Regions from separate parts of the Drosophila melanogaster genome. Here region 2 is linked to region 1. A link is a contact called in public Hi-C data. All regions are on one chromosome and are shown on one strand. The core of a region is the stretch at or near the end of the contact, and the rest is flanking DNA. Distances in the headings are between cores, read along the strand shown. Region 1 holds the start of CG14662. Region 2 holds the start of cno (canoe).

Evidence for each region. Hi-C and Micro-C count contacts between places; a contact is called where the count stands out from the background.
Region 2: a contact with region 1 is called in a Hi-C map of the Kc167 cell line, with 2.5 times the contacts expected there. A contact is called at or near these places in 20 of 107 Hi-C or Micro-C datasets (the Kc167 cell line, the ML-DmBG3-c2 cell line, the S2 cell line and 6 more) and 1 of 7 datasets of targeted methods (the Kc167 cell line).

The regions. Positions count from the first base shown.
Region 1 is chr3R:4,981,348-4,987,047 of dm6, forward strand. It overlaps CG14662, which reads right to left and starts at 2,885. Exons shown (of 2, transcript NM_141253.2): 1 at 1,281-2,885; 2 at 652-1,046. The coding sequence starts at 2,716. The coding sequence ends at 830. lncRNA:CR43424 (long non-coding RNA:CR43424) reads right to left here and starts at 4,773. Exons shown (of 2, transcript NR_048322.1): 1 at 3,894-4,773; 2 at 3,151-3,795. plh (pasang lhamu) reads right to left here. Exons shown (of 4, transcript NM_141254.2): 4 at 5,153-5,539. The coding sequence ends at 5,318. It also overlaps asRNA:CR43478.
Region 2 is chr3R:5,215,086-5,220,785 of dm6, forward strand. It overlaps cno (canoe), which reads right to left and starts at 2,371. Exons shown (of 20, transcript NM_001316565.1): 1 at 1,848-2,371. It overlaps Prosbeta2R2 (Proteasome beta2 subunit-related 2), which reads right to left and starts at 4,443. Exons shown (of 3, transcript NM_141258.4): 1 at 4,260-4,443; 2 at 3,686-3,865; 3 at 2,666-3,620. The coding sequence starts at 4,351. The coding sequence ends at 2,924. It overlaps CG1116, which reads left to right and starts at 4,572. Exons shown (of 5, transcript NM_169028.3): 1 at 4,572-5,048; 2 at 5,114-5,385; 3 at 5,451-5,600; 4 at 5,664-5,700. The coding sequence starts at 4,931.

The DNA.
Region 1 (5,700 bases), core at 1,635-4,134:
CGAACAAAGCAATTTTGTGGAATTACAAGAGCGTCTCTAATTGTTAAGTAAGCATAATGTGTGCAACATATGGCCGAGAGACTTGGCCGGACTTTGACAGGGCCCCCGACTCCCCTCCCCTTTGGTTCTGGGGATGGGATGTGCCTGGGAAATTGTGGCAGCGACAGCCTGCAGGGCACCAAAAAACAAATATCCAAACTGGAACGAGGGGCACAAATAAATTGGCAAAGCGCTCGCAAAAAAGATCTTAGCGCTTGTGTGTGTATTAAATGACATGTCAGCCATAAAAAGCGCTTGCAAAAATATTTTATTGTGCATGTGGCAAGTCAACAAACTGTGCACTACGAGTGTATCTCCGGGTCCGTGGAAGGGCAAGTGCCGGGATGAAAGCTGTTTCCACAATGGGGCGCATTCAGATGGAGTTTTTGCGCCAACTGGGGCTCATTAAAGCTAAATAAAAGCATTGAACTGTGCAAACTTCCACAGAATCCAGACATGGGGCCCAGTTCTATAACAAGATGCAAAGCAGAACAAGCGAGTATAATTGGGTATGTCATCATGCCGCACTTAGAGACTTAGACTTACTCATATCTCCTGCCGTTCAAACTCGGTTTACTTTTCGCTTTTATTGGAACTTAATTCGTTACACATCTAGCAGTGATTTTAATTGTATTTCATTTTAACATCAATCTTAAACATTCATTTGGTGGATTAATCCCCCACAATTTCTCGCAAAAGGAATGTGTTGAATACATCGTGTCTGAATATTGTTTTCGAACTCGTACGTACATTTATATCTTTATTGTACACGTCGTTGGGCGAAATATGTCTACGGAAGTTCCTCGTACAGTTCACAGCTCTCGTATACGTTGCAATTCCTTGCCGGAAGTGGTAATGGATAATCGCTGGAGGGCGGAACAGAAGGAGCCCTGTCCCTGGGCGGGCGGATATACTTGTTCGACTCCGTGGGGCGGTGATTTGCTTGCTCCAGGTAACGGTGATAGGCGGTGACGTACTCGTTGTTGTCAATAGTAGCAATCGGACCTCTGCGAAGACGGAAAGGTGAGTGGGTATGTGTCAATTTTCAAAATATTAAATATATTGATTTTAAGAAAGGAACTATTTAAAGGGATATTTTAAAAAGATCTCACATCGTAAACCTAATTTAAATGATTATAATCATTCCGACATTGGAGGAAACGTAGTATTTGGCGAAACAATGAATTAGATAACGTATCATAAAAAAGTGCTGCCACTTATGTGCTCTTTAAAAGACCTACCCCACTTGCTCATACGGGTCCTTCTCAAATCTTCCCTGAATCAGTCCTATCGTATTCGACTCCCGCCGCTTATTGCCTCGCAACCAGGATGGATTCAGGCGCAGGGTTCCGAAGACGATGAGCATGCCGAGGAAGCTGCCGATGAAGAGGAGACCCACTCCCAAGCCAATGACCAGTCCGCTGTGGTCCTCGAACCAGGAGACCTGTGCAGAGACCACACATCGCATGGTATGGTGGGAACAACAGTTGGATGCGGAGGTAAAGTTCTCGCCTAATATCACACAGAAGAATGTGGGAGTGGTGCAAGTCGATTCGCAGATCTCCACCAGTAAACCATCCTGGCACGACGATTTTCCCAGATCTGCAGATGCAACCGTATCGGTGGTAATTCTGGAGCACTCTAGATCCTGGCAAAGTTCCTCTTCGCATTTTGGCGATGGTGTTGTTAATATCGTTGTTTCTGTCATAGATGTACTTTCTTCTTTGGGTGTTGTTGTACTTTGTGTTGATGGTGGTGAAATTTCTATGGAAGTAGTAGGTCCTAGTGTAGTGGTGCCCACTACTTCTGGAGCCATCGCTCTCTTCGCTAGGATAGTAGATATCTCTTCAGCGTTAGTAGTTGTCTCAGGAGAGAACGCGGATACGTCCAACTGATGTTCATAGTTGCCCGTCTTTTGAGCTCCACCCAAGTCCAAATAGTGCAACAATTTGAGTCTTGGCCTCACGATTTCCCACTCGATGTTGCCCAACCCACAGTTCCTTAGAAGTAGTTGTTCCAACGCGGGCAGATTGTCAAAGGACTCTTTAATAAGGCTTTTGTCCAAGTGTGTGCCACTCAGATCTAAATATTTCAACTGTGGGAAATTCCGGGATCCCAAAAAATCACACACTGAATACGATATTGCCGCGGCTAGTGACTGGTGGATTTCCGCACTGACTAACGATTCAGCCACAGCTGAGAGGAATCCAAATGGCCTGAAGTGATTATTTTCATTGACTAGAGTAAAGTTCTGAAGCTTTTGAAGACCTTCCAGGGCAGATTCAGTCAAGTTTTCCAATTGCACATTAATGAGCTGCAGGCTTGTTATGTTCACAGTGCTTTCCTGATTAAAAGCTGCGTCGTTGATATGAACTATGGTGCAGTTCTCGATGACAAGGCTATGCAATGCAATTCCTCCGGAGAAAAATCCCCGGCGCAGTGTGTTATTTTCAAATCCATAGCCAGATATAATGAGCGATGTGTCATTGCCCAGATGCGTGGAATCCTCACTATTATCGGAGAAGTCCACATTGACCAGGATCAGCAGAAGCGCAAAGGAGAAGACTGCCGGCAGGATGATATATTTAAGCCATCGCATCCGACGAGGTTGGTAGAGCCGTTCCGGTTTCTTTGTCTTTTCCTCAATGACCAAATCGAAGGACTTGGACTTGAACATAGTATGGGTCTATGTTTCCAGTGGTGTGGAGTGCTCGCACCTGCTGTGCCAAAATCAAACTGACTGCCATTTGCATAATTTCATTAGGCGAATTAGTTCCGCCTATTATCTGATAATGGTTTATTCCCAAGTGATAAGATTGCCATCGATACGGAATAAAATTGGATAAGCGCGATGTGCTCTATTTTCCGAACGCAGAGTCATTGAAATGGGCTGTTTTCAAAATTCTAGTTGCTCAAGTTTTACTAATTAAATCGAATAATTATACATTCAAGTGCCCATAAACGAATTAAATTAAGAAATATCACAATATTGACGGCATAACAAATGGTAAAGAACTTGTTTGATAATGTAATTCTGGGTGGTTAAGTTCCAGTAATTCAATTGTATATATAGATTATACTTTCCATATCTATGTCAATAAATATATTAAATTAATGAAGGACTGCTTATTGCCAGTATAAAAAGGATTGGTTGAAAAAGATATATATTCCGTTAAAGATTTTACTGTGCCTATGGATTTACGGATTTAATCAGTTCACATATACTTTCAAATTCACGTATGAAGCCTTCATCTTGACAGCAGAATCAGCGACTTGTATTCAAATGTATCCGAGGTTTTTGGAATGAGAACCCTTCGGCTTGAAGCATTTCGTGTTTAGCATTTAACTTGTCGTTAGGGTAAATTTATAAGCGACTTCCACTGCCGTTTTCCCCGGCAGCTACCATTCCATAACCCACCCCCAGACCGTTCTGGGTTCCCTGTTCCGGCAACGATATCGCCATCGTAATCGACGGAGGACGGCATGGTCTGCTCTGGTCTGGCCTGGCCTGGCCGCGCTGTATTATCTCCCTCGGAGGGCTTTTGTTTGCCGGCGACGCCGACTGCATTTCATTGAGCGTAATTCCGTTGCTAATGATTTTTGGCACACGTAGCGCTACTTTCGAAATTAATGCGCTATAAAACATCAACGTAAGACCCGCCAAGACACTGAGAAATGGGCGCTGGGCGGATTGGCCTGCCTGTGCCGGCCGACGCAAAATTAAATGAAACTCTTGTTTCAATTGCTTTTTCACAGCTGGTATACACGGAAAACAAAGAGTTAGAGACAATTGAATTTCGCTTCATTGTTCGCAACGTACTTTTTTGATTTTCCGTCTGAATGTATCTACTTACATGTAAATTAAATGTATAATTGCCATATATTGGTAGTGTACAAATTAATCCATATAGAGAAACTGAAAGTATTCTCTGATACAGTCAAAATACAACTAGATTACGTCATCCGTTTCTTCTAAAATATAAAGTTTCAAGATTTGTTCAGAAGTACTGATCAGATGTAATTTCCTAATCAGGATCGGCGACTGTCTGTCATTGTATCCTTCTGCATTCCATTCGTATGTCCGTTTGTCTGTTCATTAGTCCGTCCGTTTGTCCGCCCGTAACTCCGTCCCTGTGTCCTTTTTTTCCGTCCGTTTTCCTGATAAATACTTTTTAAGGAATCCAGCTTACCCTTTTGCACTACAGGTAGCGTGAATAAAAATAAAATAAAAGAGCTAATTTTAAATTAAAATAAAAACAAAAACATCTCTTTGTGTTTATATTTTCCCACTGTGCAGCACAAACACCCCTTTTGCCCACTTAAGCTTGCCACGTTTTCCCTTACTTATAACAGAACTTACAAACATGCGTTTGGTTTTCGTGGGTTGAGTTTGGTGCTCTCCGTTTACTTTTGCGGTTTTGTTCAGCGCTGCATATATTTCCATATTAATTCCCCTGATTATGGGGAATCGTCATCGTCTGCGTTCTGTTCCCTGACGGTTTTGCCCAAATCCAAATCCAAATCCAAATCCAAATCCAAATGCGAATGCGAATATCTGAATGCAGACCACAATTCGACGATGATGTTTCTGTTTCAGAATAATCTAAATCGGCATTATTTATGCATTCAGTTCTTGCATTCATCACAACCACTTAGCGGTTCCACTTCAACGAACCCACAGATACACAATACATACATATTCATTTATGTATGTATGTACATACCGTCGTGTATATAATTAGTATGCATAGAAGATACATACGTATGCATTTTAATGGACCACAATTCCCTCGGCCAAAAGAGTGCTCCGATAATAAATATTAATTTTAATAAATGCTGATGCAGGTCAGCTGATTTCAAACGACCCTTTGTGTCACGGGGCAATGACTTTTGCTCAGTATATGTAGTATTCAATTTTCAATTTTCCGAAAATGGTATTACAATTACAATTTTTTAAATATTAGATCTCAAAAAATTGCTTGGCATACTTAGCAACATATCTTTAACTCTCAAGAGTCATATACACCCGATTTTGTTTCAAGTCCCCCTGGGACTTAAAAACCGACAATTACGCCCAACTTGCAATCATTTGGAAAAAAAAACACCAGCTACGAACTTATCAAAACTTATATATCAGCAAAAAATAAATGGGTCTCTATGCGCAGTTATCGGCCCACAAAATATATACAAAAGAAATGACATGTCATTAACTCCGGCCAAGGGCGTGCTTTTTGGTGCCATCGCATTTGGGGGTAACTAGTCGCGGGTCGACCCAGAATCACATCTCCAGGAAGTGGATGTCCAGGGCGTGGTGGTCCACATCGACGGGAGGGTGCAGCTGCAGGAACTTGACGTAGGCCAGGAAGGTGGTCCAGCACATGCTGAAGAAGGAGGTAAACACGACCTGGTTTCGCGCCGGAACAAAGGCGAAGTTCACCGTCTGCACGCAGGGCCAATAAATAACGCCCACCTTGTAGGCGTCCAGGAATTTATCGCTGACCTGGGAACGAGAGGGGGCAACGGGGTGGGTGAGTGCAGTGACATAATGCCCCCAGTAGCAGTCGGAAAATGGAAATGGAAAATGCCAGCGCGGAAAAATTGTAATTAAGTGCCGCCGTCCAGCAGCGGTAGGAGACGTTTAATATTTTATTTATGGCCTGA
Region 2 (5,700 bases), core at 1,121-3,620, 230 kb after region 1:
ACATTCAAAGAAATTGTATAATCCTCAGCAGTTCTTTAGAGAAAATAAAAATGTAATTGGAAATTTAAGAACAGAAGTAGTTTATTTTCATGGTTATTTAGGACGCAAACAAAACCAATAATTTAATAATGGATCATAAAAATATTAGTGAAGGGTATATTTGGAAAAGGAATCCCATTGTAAACTGAATCAATAGAAAGTAAAGAGTGCTATCCATTGCATCACTCCCTGATCTACGTTAATTTTGGGACCGCTTTTATCGACTTGCTGTTTGGATTGCGGCTCTTTTGCCGTGGCGTAATAAGATTATCTTTCACCTGTGCTCGTGGGCCAGTTTCCCCATCTCTTTCGCTCCGCATGGGCCTTGCATGGGATCGCCGGCCCACATTCGGTTTGCTCCCCGCACTTGTTTTCGGTTTTCGTTATTGGTATTTGTATTTGTTTAGCTTGTTTGCTCGGCCATTGGTATTGGTTTAGTGCACTTTCTGGAGGGAGGGGTAATTGGTGGCCTGCTCTCCTTTGGCGCCCTTATCAGCTGATGTCAACGAAACTGCATTGTGGCATTACAATTTTGGTTTATCTCGCTCGGCTGTTTGTGGGGCAAGAGAGCCCGCGATAAGGTCATTGGAATGTGGAGCGCGCCCATTGATGACAGCGCAGGTAACACTTTTTACACCGTCAAATCTTGCTCGTTTTAATTCCCAAATTAAGGGGAACAAGAACCAAAATAAAGCCCATGAGTCATGTGAAAACACGAGAAGTACAAAGTTCAGCTGCACAAATTTGCAGTCGCAAGCAGTGAGGTGTGTGTGTGAATAAGGCGAAATTGGAGCTGGCGCGAATGAGAAACAGAGAAACGAGCTTGTGGAGCCACAGTGGTCGCTCTTTTGCTCTACTCGCCGTTTTCATTTATTTTAATAAGTCAAAGGAATAAGAATAATATCGTAATTCGAAAATAAGATTTCTTTAAACATCGCATTCAAGACCGATAATAACAAAACAATCAACTATGAACTAGTATGCTTGAAAGGCAAAATCACAAATTGGAGACATCTTAAATGTATAGGTTCTAGTTTGGCCTGCCCCACTGTACCGCGCTATCAGTGTTTCTCCGATTGTTGTTGTTCTCTTGCGGTGTGCAAGACAACAACAACAGTACAATGACCGAAAAGTTACCATGCAAAAACTGAGAGAGGGAGTGGGAAAACAGAATTGTTAGCCGCGACAAAAATCGTAGTAGAAAAGTAAGCACTACTACTAAAACCTGTTAGTCAGAGCAGAGCACTAAAAATTCCGATCTTCCAGTGGCGCTCTCTACTGGAGATATTTCTGTTGCTTGGTTTTATCACCCTCTCTCTCTCTCTATCGCGCGCGCGCGCTCTTTGTGGAAACAGGTATAACTGTTTGGCGTGAGGGAGCACGAAACTCCAGTGGAGACTTCTTCGCATCGCCAGCGAAACAAACGATCAAAATGAATACTCTGATAACGTGTGAAGGTGAGCAACAAAATAAAGTATAAGAAAATACCGCCACGAAAACAACAACAATAGAAATGTCGACGCACCCTTTTCTTTTTCTCGCAAAGAACGAGGAAATGGAGAAGCGCAAAACCACATCCCGCTTAAAGAGTCCCTTTCCCCCGCTGGAAGTGGAAGGAAAGGCAGCTTAAAGAGGAGCGGGTGGCTTCCAGTATGTGGAAAACAAAGCAGACGCCATTGGAATGCCGTCGTTTTTTGTTGTTGCTAAGCCGGACATGGCAATTGTTGCTTTTGTTTTCGAGAGGGGGTGGTGAAACTCATAAATATCAGCTATGGCGAGGGGGTGGGGGCAGTCTTTGTCTGACGTACCGTACTTTTAATTTCTTGTCGCCCGGTTTAATCCAATTTATCCAGCTTTGAATTCCAAGTGGGAGCGAAGAATGAGCGGCGTTGTCCTCCTTTTTTTAGTCTTGCGCACTTTTGCACTGCACTGTGGGGCCGGCTAATTTAATTAAGCCCGCAATTAAATATTGGTTAACTCTGTCGATGTGTTGTTGCTGCTACGTAGTTGTTGTTTAACTTGTTATTGCACATTTCACGTCGCGGCGCGGCGGCTGCGCAGTCGACGTCGGCGTCTAAGATAGCCAAGTGCGCAGGGAAATGCGAATACAAATGTTGCGGAGAAATCGAAATCGCGAGACTGACCAAATCGAAACGAATCAAATCGACAACCGCACACACACTGCGATTTCAAGACGGGCGAAGAGCAGAGAATAACAAAGATCACCGCACTTGTTGCGAATTTGTTGTCAATTTCATGAGAATCAAGAACTCAAGAAACGCGAGCAACGCGCGCCTTCGACATTTTTCCGCGGTGTGACCGCAGGCAGGATTGCGCAGAATACAGGCAGTATGACCGCAGAGCCACTTGTTGATAAAGCCAAATTTTTGCATGTCCTAAATTTGCCACCGATACGGCGTAGCACATTCATCAACCACTCAGCAAAGACTACAACCATCCGATCTAACTTTTTCAAATTTTTAGATTTGTTTTGTCCATTCTCTTACGTATTTTTTACTTTATTTAAAAATTTTAATTTTTTATGTCATAGCAGATAGATCCTTTTTGACGGGAAAACAGTTTTAGGGCTTGTTTCGCGGCCTTTAATCTTCTGAAAACCTTTTTTGATAATTTGGTTTATTTGGATTTTAAATAATTTGGTTTAATTTGATTTAATCCATCTACGTACAAATATCCGGGTAACAGAGCTCTTTTCCTCCTGGTGGAAGGTCGTGCTCGAAACAAAAAATGTGTAATTTGCACAAGATAACGCAACAAGCTTCAATTTCCAGATGGAAAGTTTGAAATCACGGTAACTCACTAAACGCTTACGACCAATCAAGAAATTTGTGGTAAGGATATTGAGGATCACCCAAGCCGGGTCCTATCTCCCTCCGCGTTTCTTTCTTTTGGCCTCCGGCTCGTCCAGACTGTTGGATCTGCGCGGGGCCTCCTGCCCTCTGGCGGCACCACTAGTGCCTGGTCCTCGCCCTGGCTCCTGGCTACCTCCTGGCTCGGGCAGAGCTAGGGCGCCCCGCCACGAAAGCACCGGATGCACCAAGGTGGATAGAATGGTGGTTCGGCCGGGCTTGGGTGACAGGCGATAGGTGCGAGTTGGTGGGACCTGGCGGGGGAGCTGCTCGGGCCATTGCACCGAGAAGTCGCAGCGCACGACGCAGAGGCTGACCTTGCCTCCGGAGCACAGGTCGTTCTTCATGCCCGCGGCCACGGCGTCGCAAGCCAGGGCGCAGGCGGACTCCTCGGAGAGGTCCTCCGACCACCGTGACTCCAGGATGGACATGGATACCTGGTAGCCGGAGCCGATGGACGTGAAGGGCGCCGTGTCCGTGGAGCCGTCGCTGCGAGTGCAGAAGAGATGCGCTCCGGTGTTATCCGCGCCGCCTATGATCATGTCGGCATCTATATTCCCGTTGAAACGGAACAGCAGCTGCCGTATCATCTGGTTGGCACAGCACACCGGCACTTTGCGGAACCCAGTGTTCATCCGGTGAAGCTCCAGCTGCGCCCGCGTCAGTTCCACCAGGGCTTTCGTGTCCCGAGCGGTTCCAGCTCCCGCGGCACTGTGTGGTTTCAAGGTACCATTATATTATGTCTATGGCGTACTCATAGATAGCTAGATGCTCACAAAATGTTGGCCTGCAGCTCAATAATTTTGCGGCACGTCTTTGAGAAAACTATGCCGCCGCTGGTAGCCCTGGACTCGGCGCCTATGATTACTCCGCCGTCGAACACGATGCCCACCACAGTGGTGCCAGTAGTAAAGCTATTCGGCTCCTCAAGGCCATTCTCTTTTAGTTGTTTGTTGCTGCGGACGAGAATTGAACACATAAGCAAAAGTCGCCACAGCGAAGTGGCTGCACTACAAGATACCCCGTGTCAGCAACTCTTTATTAAATATTGCGATTCAAACATTGGCAAACCTAAATGCCATCTCTTTCAACCAAATGGGAATTCGGTGAATCTTAGGGGAGCCAAAATGCTTATCTCGTGTATCAATGGGCAATGAATTGATTCATTTTTCAAAAGAGCGGGCTTACCCAATTTTTTTCAACAAAGTTGTGCCACTAGAACTATTAACCAACTAATTATTAACAAACGAAATGTTTTCCTTTGTCATTCGTTGAATAAGGTTGGTTTGTAAAAGGTTGGGTGTTGAATATGGCTTGCTGGCCATTAGGTGTAACTGTGTTCCAACTCACCGCAGACAATTGTCGAATGTAAATCCGCTGGGACCGCACAGAAAAGGCGATCGGTCTGGGTATTTCATCAAGGTTGGTAAGCCGTTGAACATAATGCGTGGATTTTATAAAATATAGCTGAATACTGGTTGTTCTCGTGCGCGACAGCAATGACAATGTTTCGAGCTTATACCCAAGGCCTACCTGGGATTCTGCTAGAGTAAAAAGAAAATTTAAATTCAGTAACACGACTTATCAGAGGTGGGACATTTAAAAAGTGGTTGGCGTACGCGCACGGCTGCTATCGCTATCGGCGGGCCTATCGAACAATTCCTGCAGACGGTCACTCTACGGGAGTCGCGACCAAATAAAAAAGTAAATAAATGATTGAAATTAAGGCGAAACTGCTGCGTGCGGACTCGGCCATCTACGCCACGGGCGAGAGAGTCCAGTGCCTGATCGAGTTCACCCACAAGGTGTTCTCCGACGAGCCAGCCGCGTCGCAGGCTGTCCACAATGCCAACGAAGCAAGGTGAGCCGAGCTGTTGTTAACTGTTTTTCTTCCCTTGATTCACCATGCAAAACCGACCAGAAGCCAGGAGAACCTGGCCTGGGCCTCGGCGCAGCTGCACTGCTACCGGAAAACTAGCTACTCTACATCCGCGGGCGACCGAGCCGCGGAGCTCACGGAGATGATCGGCAGGACGGCTTTGGATGCGGTGACGCAGGCGCCGGGAGAGGTGATTGTGGCCACCAAGCCCAAGATCCTCTTCTGCGACCTGCGCCTCCAGCCTGGAGAGACCAAGATGTGTGAGTGATGAGCTTGCCCTACTTCTTAGCTTTTTGGTTTTACTAACGAGCAAGTCGCCTTGCAGACTTTTTCAATGAATTCATTCCCCGCGATGGCCCACCCACGTACAGAGGCCACAACATCCGGTACTTCTACAAGATCACCATTGCTACGCAACGGGTCAAGTCCAAGGTGCAAACGCTGGCCGTTCCCATCCGGGTGTTGCCAATTCCCATAATTTCGCGGCCCGACGAACTTCCCGTAACCGTAGAGACCAACGAAGAGCTGGCGCCCACTAATCCGTTCCTGGAAAAGCGCGAGATCAGCGAGCTTGAGATATCGTGGCACCACCTTAAGGCAAGGAAATCTAGATCCCATAAGCAGCTGTACCTTGTCAATGTCCTCTGCTCTGTGTCTTTCAGAACGTAACCGCTCGGCGGGCGCCGAAGTTCTACCGCATCTCGAACAAACGCGGCTTCGTTGGCCGCTTTTGTTTGTTCAAGCCAGCGTATAAGCTCGGTGAGGACATTGTGGGCAGCCTGGACTTTGATCCCGGCGTTAACCCCCGAAAGGTTGGTGATTTTTTTTGTCATTACTCATAATGCGCTTTCTAAAATCCTACTGCATCTTACCAGGTGCGCTGCGTCCAGTTTTCGGTAAAGCTGCAGCAGC